Linked DNA regions of Siniperca chuatsi: region 2 is linked to region 1. The links are chromatin contacts, called in public Hi-C maps. All regions are on one chromosome and are shown on one strand. Each heading gives the region's core, a stretch centred on a gene start, on an enhancer-like site or on the middle of the called end of the contact. The rest is flanking DNA. Distances are from core to core; before and after follow the strand shown. Region 1 overlaps atp6v0a1a (V-type proton ATPase 116 kDa subunit a). Region 2 holds the start of si:ch73-141c7.1 (coenzyme Q-binding protein COQ10 homolog, mitochondrial).

What was found. A called contact is a pair of places that touch in the nucleus more often than the background predicts.
Region 2: a Hi-C map of liver shows a contact between it and region 1, with 2.5 times the contacts expected there. The contact joins the promoter of si:ch73-141c7.1 here to the enhancer-like site in region 1. A contact is called at or near these places in 3 of 3 Hi-C or Micro-C datasets (liver, skeletal muscle and an unstated tissue).

What each region holds. Positions count from the first base shown.
Region 1 is chrLG21:7,398,172-7,404,044 of ASM2008510v1, forward strand. atp6v0a1a (V-type proton ATPase 116 kDa subunit a) reads left to right here. Exons shown (of 21, transcript XM_044180363.1): 21 at 1-983. Among protein-coding and RNA genes, the nearest start is that of stk17al, 20 kb to the right of the region's middle. Within about 2 kb of position 2,985, the one cell type or tissue checked has an H3K27ac peak away from gene starts, as active enhancers do. A contact at or near this core is called in liver, where this site is marked.
Region 2 is chrLG21:7,445,890-7,451,253 of ASM2008510v1, forward strand. si:ch73-141c7.1 (coenzyme Q-binding protein COQ10 homolog, mitochondrial) reads left to right here and starts at 3,993. Exons shown (of 5, transcript XM_044180146.1): 1 at 3,993-4,213; 2 at 4,941-5,093. The coding sequence starts at 4,110. hsd17b1 (estradiol 17-beta-dehydrogenase 1) reads left to right here. Exons shown (of 8, transcript XM_044180367.1): 7 at 74-257; 8 at 967-1,796. The coding sequence ends at 1,122.

The DNA.
Region 1 (5,873 bases), core at 1,735-4,234:
ACATGAGTGACACTCCACAAGATTATCTGTCAGACTGCCATTTGTTTTAAACTTCTCATCACTTTTTAGAATCAGTATCTAAATCTGCAACATCTACTCAGGAATTACTATTCACTCATTGATTCATTCAATCCTGAGAAAAATAGCATTATCTGTTATGTGTCTTGTCTTAGTGAAGTCATTTTGTTTTACCTGTTTTTTTTTTGTTTTTTTTTAGTTTAATATTATTTATGCAAATCTTTGCTTTTGTAAAACCTGCATTTTTTTTCTGTCACAGTGTTGCACTACCAATCATAAATGAGGTCTGTGATGTGCATGTCTTGACTGATTATGTTGATAGATGAGTAAAGAGTAAAGTAACAGAAGTGTTTCCTACTTTCCTGTCTGTCTTCTCCACATTGTTCTATCAGGTTGTCCCTTTCTCTCTGTATTGGCATTGTTCTTCAGCAGCAATCAACATCATGTGCACAGAGCATATCATCGGTTTGATTTCAAAAACACACACACCCACTTTGCACATGCAGATGCCTCTATTACACTGCATACTGACCTCACACACAGAGCAATAAAGGTCCAAAGGGAATACAATTGAACTTACACCAGGATGTCAGTCGGTGCTTTTAAGATTTAGATGAACTGCCTGTTTAACCTTCGGTTGTGCTCTAACATTGCCATAAATGCCCTTTGTGTTTAGTGATCTCTTCTCCATCGATCTAGAGTACACAGAGAGAATGAAGGGTAATCAATAGGTGGATGCTCTGTAACAGTCCAACAAGCTATAATGATTCAACAGTGTCATTCCTGCTGATTTTTGTTCCTTATGCTGACTGCAATTGTATGTTAAAAGTTTAAAATATTATTGTCACACTTAGAAGGGAGTAAGAACGGCATACAGCTGACATGTTCAAATAGAATTAATTCCTCAGAAATCATTTACCACCCACATAAAGTGTGCATCTGTCAATAAAGTGGAAAGAGCTGGATAAAGTTGTGGTTTTGTTTTCTCTTATGTACTTTTTTTTTGCTTAATCTGCAGCAGTGGTGAAAGAAGTATTCAAAGCCTTTACTTAAGTAAAAGTAGTAATACCACACTATAAAAGTACTCTGAATGCAGGATTTAGTTGAAACAATCTTATTTAGGTATAAGTACAGAAGTATTATCAACAAAATGTACTTACAATATCAAAAGTAAACGAAGAACTCTTTACACAGAAAATGGCTTCTTTGACTGTGTTTTCCTATCTATATATTATATATACTATAAAAGATGTTTTTTGATTGAAATTTAAATCAACTCTTGTTTAAAAATGCTATAAATATTTGTCTGTAGCTTGAAATAATGTCCAAAAAGAATAAAGCAGATTGCTACATAATTGTAGCATAACATAACTTTACTGCATTTAAAAAAAAAAAAAGAAGATAAACTAAGTATTCAAGGACTGAAATGATTCGATAAGCAGTTTTTGTGCACTGAATGATGCATCATATTTTCATATGTTTTGTACTGCATGTAAAATCTTAATCTGTAAAAATAACTAGTAACTTCAGGTGTTAAATAAATGTAGTGGAGTAACAAGTACAATATTTCCCTCTGAAATATAGTATAGTGGAGTAGAGGTAACAAGTACCTCAATAGTATACTTAAGTACAGTACTTGAGTAAATGCAATCAATTACTTTTCATCACTGATCTGCCACAAACAAAATAAAAAATGACCCCAAATAAATAATTAAAAAAACAGTTAAACAAACACCTCACAAACAAAGTCCAGCAGAGTAGGGTTTGAGTGTGTTATCACTCCTCTTGGTGGTGCTGTTGAATAGGCTGTGCAGTTGCAGCGGTCCATGAGACATGAGTGTTGTGTTTCTTGTCCCCTGTATGTTAGAAGTTGTCATAAAAGCACCTACAGTTGTCTATGAATTATTTGGAATACCTGCTCTGCTGCTGAACTTTGTGCCTGAAATAGCATACTGGCCATTTATCTGGCAAACTAAAAGGAAATTACCCATAAGGGCACTTACTGCATTGTAAATAAATGTACATATTGGATATTTTTTTAACATGTCTCTTATCATTGTGTAATCGACTGGGTTCGCTCAGTCTTGCCGTCTACAGGCAATTATGTTATAATGAGTCCAAACAAAAGTATCAACTTGTGTCTCCACCCATTTTGAAAGAGTTTGCTTGACTTTCTCAGTCTTGTCAAAAGCAGCAGAAAGCATTGAGCTGTACACAATATTATGTTTTCACAGTTCAGTAGTGGTGGAAGAAGTACTCAGATCTTGTACTTAAAAGTAGCAATACCACAGTGTAGAAATACTCTGTTTCAAGTAAAAGACATCCATTAAATTTTACTTAAGCAAAAGTACAGACGTATTGGCATCAAAATATACTTCAGACTAAGTAAACATTGTCATTATACAGAATGGCCCATTTCAGAATAATGTATATTATTAATGTGTACATCACTTTAATGTTGAAGCTGGTAAAGGTGGACCTAATTTTTATTACTTTATATTCTGCAGGGTAGCTGTGAATTTCCCCAGGGATCAATTATTCTTATCTTTACCTATAATATTACATTTGAATAATTTTGAATGAATAACCTGAATCTACAAAGTGACTTAAGTAATCAAATAAATGTAGTGGAGTAAAAGTACAATATTTGCCTCTGAAATGTAGTAGAGTATAAGTATAAAGTAGCAGAAAATGTAGAAAAGTACAGTACTTTAGAGGTGTCACAGCCAACATTAGGTGTAAAACAGTGTCTCATCCTACTGGCACCTTGGGAGGCCTCACTGTAAAAACCTTCAGCCACTCTGGGATGAGGAACATCATGTTCTCTAGCCTGCGTATTTTTTCGAGGGGGGTGGCTACTATTAGCCACAACAGCCCAAAGTAATAATAGAGCTCTTTATTTATCTTACAATTTTTTTGGACAAGCTCATTTAATTTGATATTTCCCAGCGTGTCATGTCTAACCAGGGGTGAGAGCAAGCTTGCATAAGAGTCCCAGAAATCCTGCTGTGTTTACACTTCCAGGGACTTTTACTCAAAGTTTCAAAGTATAAACCCCAATGAGACTGAGCTTATTAGTTTGCTCCTTTATCTAAGGCAAACAGTAAGTGCACTTTAGTTTGGCAGAAAACTGTCTCTAGGAATGCTGTGTTTCTGGTAAGGTTATAGTTTTCTTTGGGATAACAGAGATGCTTTTGCAGCTGTTCTAGTGCTGCAGGCCTTTGTGTCCTTTTGAGCCAGGCACTGAAAAACAGGGGTTTGGGATGTTGTATTACTAAGTTAGAAACGGCTACACCAATGGTAACTAATGATCCAGAAATATCCCTGTAATGTTTTTTTCTGTACAAAAATACTGCAAAGAACAATCCATGCCTTAGTGTATGTGAAATAACAATACTGTTTGTATATTACTGTGACTGTCCAGAGTCTCAAACTGTAGTATGTTTCATGAATCTGCGTGAAATCTGGATTTGCTGTATTCTTGATGGCATGACTCAAACATCTTACACATCTCTGCGGGATGATGGACTCATGAGATTCTTTCCTGTCTAAGGTCTGTACGCTCCGCAGCTATGGAATAATACTTATGTTCTCTTTTCTTCTTTTTCACCCACACATATTTTCATACCCAGTGACTTCCAGACAAACAAATTATAACATCTGAAGAGCAGCTCACATCTCATGCCACTGTACTGTTGTTATGGAAGAAATCATATTGTGCCTTTTATACAATATTGCAATATCTTTGACACAAATTAATTATTAAATTAAATTATTTTTCAAGCACAGGCTTAGAAATTTCTGTCCAGTGACTTTATAAATAATTAGAAACCTCACCTGAAAGTATTCACAAGAATATTAAAAAGTTGTTCAAATAAGGGCCCACTTTTCCTATGCTAGCCAAATTTAAAATGCATTGCCACTATTAACCCTGGACTGTTTTTACACGCACACACTCTCAAAAAGAGACTAAGCGTCTACAGCCATACTAGCAGTGCTAGTGCTAACATGCTAATGTTTAACAGGTATAATATTCTCCATCTTTTAGCATGTTAGAATGCTAACCTTTGCTAATTAGCACTAAACACACAGTATAGTCCAGGAAGATGGGAATGTCATTAGTTTTGTAACTATTGATAAAACAAAGTATTTGACAAATTTTAAATGTTGACCTGATGATGGCGCTAAAGGAAAAGTCAGGGGATCACCAATGTCATTAGGTCCTCTGGGGACCATGAATGTCTGCACCAAATTTCATGGCAATCCATCCAATAGTTTTCAAGATATTTTAGTCTGCATCAAAGCGACCGATCACCTGACAGACCAACATCCCTCTTGACATTCATCTGCAACACAGTAGAAATGAAGCCTGTCATGTTGTCAAGACAGTCTGCCACTGGCTGTCACATCAGGAATTATTGTGGCTGACAGACAGAGAAGGTAAACTTGTTCATGCAGACATGACTGACAAGCAGGTCCATTCGGCTAATAGAAGGCCCAGGTGAGTCTGGGAGAGCAGAAGCTGCTCTTTTCTCAAAGGGCTTGTACCTCTTCCACACCACTGGGATTTTATTGCCAGGTCTCCAGATAACATTGTTCTTCAAACAGTTTTCCACGACCTGTCTGACCTACAGCTATTGTTTCCAGGCTCTTTTTTCACACACCGATTTGGCCGATTACATCAGGAAGCTTCAGACAATATGAAAATTTGACAGCAATGACAATGTTGAACACACATGCATGCGCACACACATAATGCACACATCTCTATACCTCTGTGGAAGATAGTTGCATAACACAAAAAGCCGGGGGAAAAGGAAAAGAAAAAACAAGTGACAATCACATAAACAGATGTGACAGCTGACTTTTTGACTAATTAATTGTTCCAGACTCCAGGAAACTTTGAAAATATTCCTGGAGGCAACAAGTTCCACTGAAAAATCCAGAAAGTTCCAGACAAGGACATGTTTGCTTCTCTCTTCATCCCAAAGTCTTTTGCCACACCCACGGGCGTAAAATCCACTAGGGACAGGTGCCGCTTTTCGAAATACCGTTTTTGTCCCCCTTGGCCTTGATTAGTCTTTATGCTTATTTAACATTAATTTGATGATGGCAAACTCCACCTAGCTGATGCGACACCAGCTTACGCCGGGATAGTAATCATGTCGACCCACTCTCGCGCTCTAAGCTGCAGACAGTTTGTGTTTGTGACTAGAGTGGAAACGTTAAACCTAGGGATGGTCAGTACCAAACTTCCTATACCTATACTTTTTGTTACAATTTTAACGATACTGATACTGATCAATAATGAATTACAGAAGTAATTTTTAGAAAAAAATCATTATACTTAAAGGCAAATCACATGACATATACCTGCCATTAATAACAAATTTATTACAAAGCAAAAACATATAACTTCCGATTATAATATTATTTATAAACAAATATGGATGTAGAAAGCAGTAAGAGAAAAGCAATGAATGAAAGAAGGATAAAAAGTGGACTATCATCTTAACTTATCCCTAGAGTTAGCATATGTCTGAATCCTGAATGTAGGTACTTGCCTGTGTGTGTGTGTGTGTGTGTGTGTGTGTGTGTGCGTGTGTGTGTGTGTGTGCGTCCTCCAAATAACTCCCTAATCCAGTACTGTAGTAAACAAGGAGAGAACTGTGGGTTGAAAATCAAGAGCTCAAAAAGATCCAGACCACCAGAATCTGTTCCCTGTCAGTCTGAAAACCTGGACTCCCTCCCAAGCTTGTAGCGAGTCAGCGGACAGAGTTCACTGTGGGTACTCTGGTGAGTGTGTGTGTGTGTGTATAAACTACAGTTTAAGTACATCTGAGTGGGCATTCATG
Region 2 (5,364 bases), core at 2,743-5,242, 49 kb after region 1:
TAAAGTTAGCTGCATCTTGTTTCCTGTAACTGTAAATATGGAGAGACTATTGATTTGGTGCATCATCCCGTAGTGTGAGTCTCATTGAGTGTGGTCCAGTCAACACTGACTTCCTGGTCAACCTGCAGAAGGCGGAGCTTGGGGATGCATCTCTCCAACAGGTTGATACCCGCACACTCAGCCTCTATGAAAAATACCTGCAGCACTGTGGCTCCGTTTTCCAAAATGCAGCACAGGACACAGAGGACATCGTAAAGGTATGTTGTATGTCTACAGTATAACTGCATCAGACACATGAAACAATTCTGGGTGTGTGAGTGAAGTTTAAGTGCTGGTTTCTAGTTATACCCTTTTACACCACTCTGAAACATTTTCTTTGGTCTGCTATCTAAAAATAAAATAATGTTCGCTAGCTGTGGATATGGAGGAGCCTCTCACCGGTCACACTTTGTGCAAGACTTTGAACTCCTCCTTTATGAATTGCACAATTCCACATTTGTATTTGCATGGGACAGTGGTGGAATGTAACTAAGCACATTTATTCAGGTACTGTACTTAAGTACAAATATTAACTTCTTACAATACATTCATTTAACAGCTACAGTTACTCAATTTTACATCCAAAACCTATGATGTGCTAATAAAATATGATCAGTAATAATCCTCCAATTATATAATAATATAACGCAGACAGGGGCCACTCTGCATCTAGTACTTTCCTTTGATACTTAAAATGCATTTTTCTGCTAGAACTACTTTTATTTTTACTTGATTTTTACCTGAAGTAAAATTTTGAATGATGTTCTTTCACTTGTAATGGTGTATTTTATATAGCTACTTTTACTTTAGTAGAGGATCAGAATAATGATATAGGTTGAGTTTATCACAAGCTTACAAAATGTAACGGGTCAATATAAGAGCACCTCTACATTTAACCACTGTGGTATGTTTATTTTTGTCTCCAAGGTATTTCTAGATGCCATCCAGTCACCCAGCCCTGCATTCAGATACTTCACCAGTGGTGTCGTGCCACCTCTTAGCAAACTGAAGATCACAGAACCAGATGGCTCGTGGTACATCAGTGCTATGAGCAAAATCATTTTCTCAGCTGAGGAACAATAATTTTGCACATCCCTTGTTTTCAACCAGGCCACTGGTGCAGACTTGCTCTTATTTACTTTAGGCGCAGAAGTTAATAATTAGCTCTTTCATTTTTGATTTCTGGAGTAAAGTTGATGCACTCTGACTCAGTGTGTTGCTCTGTGGTTGAAAGGGCAGTAAGGTCAGCGTATCGTGAGTAGAGTTCACAGGAGGGAGTGACTTCACGTTTCTATTTTTGTATGTCACTTATCAAAAGTTATATTCCTTTTCACAATATAAAGATATGAATATAAAAATAGACCATTGTCTGGTTAGTGGAGAAATATTTGGGATTATGTTTTAAGTGATACAATAGCTATTGCATTCCTCTTGTTTGATAGTGTTCTTACCACACCGGTTGGCATGTTTTCACTGGGCTAGGTGTGCTTGTGGACAGGTTTTTACCACATTTTTTACAACAGGATTTTCTTATGTAATTTTTGATTGGCTATTTTAAGCGAACAGGAACAACCTTGTTCTGTCCTTGTTCCAAAGCATGAAATGAAAAAAAAATCTGGCTCCCAGGAATTTCTCCACTGGCAGCAAAACAAAAATATTCATGAATTTTACATGTTGTATTTCTTTTCTAGTGTCTGCTGAACTGCTTGCCTTAAAATGCCCCTTGGGGGATAAATGAATAAAGTCTTTGAACTGAACTGAAATGCAGATTGCAGATTGTATTGTACAGTTGTACCTTAATTACTTTGTCTCTAGCGATAGGAAACAATAGTGAATATTTCATTATAGAGGTTAAGTGTCACAAGAAATACGCTATAAGGAACACAAGGAATAATACTCAAATTCTGCATTTTTCCCTGTAAATATGTATTCATGTTAATGTCAGAAATTATATGAAACTAATTTAAATCAGGAGATACAGTATTTTGTTAAAGTGGAACAAGCACTTTTATTAAAAAAAGAAGAAAAGAGGAAAAATACTGTTCACCTAGAAGTGGATTGTCTCTCTGTCCTCTGGTCCTCTGTACATATTGCCACAAGGAATACACAAAGAGTTGGCGTCATATATTCTGTGGTAGTTCACCTTTGACATGTGGCTTTTTAATTCTTGAAGTCTAACAGGAATCTTCATGAGTCTATCTGAGAAGTTTACATATGTTAGACAAGTGATCAAGTGATCTTATATATTTTGTACTTACTTGACACACAGTTCTGATTGGTTGGTTCAGTGAAAGCCTGAAAACACATATTCAGTGACGTCTTCACAAACCAGTGGCATCAATACAGTGACTTCGTGACACCAGTGTAGTGCAGTTTGGAGAATTTGGTGAATGTCCTGAGACAACAAATTGCATAAACAGACAAAAAAATTGTTATAGTTATTACCGTAATTCAAAATAACAGAAGGAAGAAATTACCTCTAGTACCCATAAAAGTATCAATAGAAATCTAAAACAGGACAATTAAAAAAGATGAAAAGTTGAGAAGAGTCTTTCTGAATTGTTGTTAGTAAATTATAAGGCCTCAGTTGGGCTTTTGAATCACTGAACTGTATAAAGTTCAGGGATCAAAGACTGAATGAGGGCCAGCTGGAACAGCTGTGTAGTTTTTGGATCAGGCTGGGGCTGGTGAGCCCATGAGTATGTTCTCTTATAACCTGAGACAGGTTAGCTTGTCTGTACATCTACTAGTTTCGTTTCGGGCCTATCTTTGATAGGATTGACTGAGGTAGTTAAATCCCTCCATTATCAAGTGCCCTAATTCCAATCTGAAGATCCTAAAATGGATCCTGCACTACCAGTTCTGGCTGTGTTACCGCACAGCCACCTAATACTCCACTTAGAGTTGTCAGCCTTTCAGAGCGTGTAGTATTGTGCAGATCAGTATAATGAGAATTAGGTAAAGGTTGTTGTAAAATGTATTAAAATTACATTTAGTTTTCCTACTGTCATAATTTAAACCTTTTAATTTAGTCTATGTATTAGAATGCTGCTGTTTGGTGATAAATTTATTACTGCTCTGCTTTAAACATTACAAGAGTTGAATGTAGATGATGACCTTTATTCCTGTGTAGCGCCAAAGTCCAGGTGTGTCATGAGCACAACATGTGTTTGCTTCACTTGTTCACTAGCTCAAACACACAGTATCATTTTTCGTTGGTTTGCTCCTAGAAACCTCTCAGAATCATGGGAACTCAGCTGTCAAACATTTTCAGTGATTCAATCACAAATGATTCATAAGCTTGGCTTACAATAAGGCAACACATCTGTATTTCCTTATCATTTATTTTTGGGTGTCAAGAGCAAAAATGTCAATCTCAGTTCTGTGCAGTGAGTCATGGCTTCACAATTAATTTTTTTTAAATGTAAACCTCAGACTCCCATTTGATAAAGGGTTTTGTCTAAAGGAACTCCATGTGTCTGTCTCTGAGTAAAGATTGATGAGATTAGCTCTGACTAGTATAGTCATTATGCATCCAATAATAACAAAAATCATAAAAACAAGTTACAAAATGGTTTACAAAAAGACATAAAACCAGAACATTCTAACAATGTATGGGTCTTTTTCTCACTATCTGTAGTTATACATCTGGTGCTGTGATTCACAAACGTTGTCATGTTTTTAAGACTCTTAAATATCCATATGTCCAAGAAATTTTCACACAAAAAAATCAACTGTAAACTCTAATTTGACAGTTTCGTCCTTCAGTAAAACCTGTAAGTCCTCTGAATCTCTTTAATTGGTTATTTTGTTAATTTAGGAATATTACCTAACCTATCACCTTCACGAATCACCTATGAGGGCTCAAGCTCAACTTTTAAACTTTATCAACCCTTCTCTTTGATAGGCCAGAGCCAATCTCCCGTTACGTCACTGCTGTCCTTATTGGGCATGTGGAGCGGCTAATCAGTCAGAACAAAGCCGGGCTGCTGCTGCTGCTGCTGCGGTTAAAGTAGCCTACCGACGTCGCTCCTAAGAACCTGTATTAGCTTTTACACTTAAACTGCACCATGACCAAGAAAACGACTCCTCTCCTCTTTAAGGCGCTGCTGGAGCTGGCTGAAGCCCATTCTTCTAAAGTTGTGCGAGGAAACACTAAAAGAGCGAATGTCAGGTGAGTGTTAATGGCACTTTCCCTCAGAGGTGCATCCAGGTAGGCGCAGCAATGTGTAGTTCAACTGAGTTCGTTTAGATTAAATTTGATCAGTCCCACGGTTATTTAAATGTGGCTATTGGTGTAAAATGGATGTTCCTTAAGATTTCCGGAGATCTTTTATTATGAATGGATTGCATATTCAATTTTCAGTATTTTAGAGGTGTGTGAGCGAAGCAGCACTTACCCGTCACGGGACTTTGTCTTCTCTCCCTCTTGTGGTACTTGTTTTATTAAATAAACTGCCAGCAGGTTTCCTCAGTGAGAAATAATGTGGTGTGAACGTCAGTATCATCATCATCAGCAGCAGGGAAATATTAATCCAGTTAGTTTGAGTTCATTCAACAATTTACAGCATAAACGCTGTGAGTAAACTCCGTTATTCTGAAGATCACCCAGACTAAATGCACACGAAAATGCAAATTGATCCATCAGATGGCACGGGACCCCTCACTGAGTAAACCTGGGATGTCCTTTGTATATTTTTCCCACAAATTTTTTATTTATATATATATATATATATATATATATATATATATATATATATATATATATATATATATATATATATATATATATATATATATATATATATATATATATATATATATATATATATATATATATATATATATATATATATATATATATATATATATATATAATATATAATATTTCCTTCCCTCAGACACTTGGGCTCCTGTGGGGCCCTGGCAGCGAGAAGGGCCAGCCTGCCTCTCTCCTCCGCCATCCCCATCAGCACACCCAGCCGCAGCTTCATCAACCTGGTTGCTCCCATCAGCACCCGCAGGATGGAGTACACTGAGTGCCGGACATTAGGGTGAGGGGCCTGATATAATATTGAGTATCTTGAAATGGCTTATTGAAAAATGTAAACCTCAAACACCTGACCTAAACTTCATACATGAAGAGGTTAGGAATAGAGCTGAAACAATTAGTCAATGAATCGATTAGTTGACAATCAGAAAATTAATCTGCAACTATTTGATGAAAAAATGGTTTGGAGTTACATTTCAAGCAAAGATGTCACCTTGGGCATTTTTCACCATTTTCTGACAATGTATATGACAAAATGATTAATCAAGAAAATA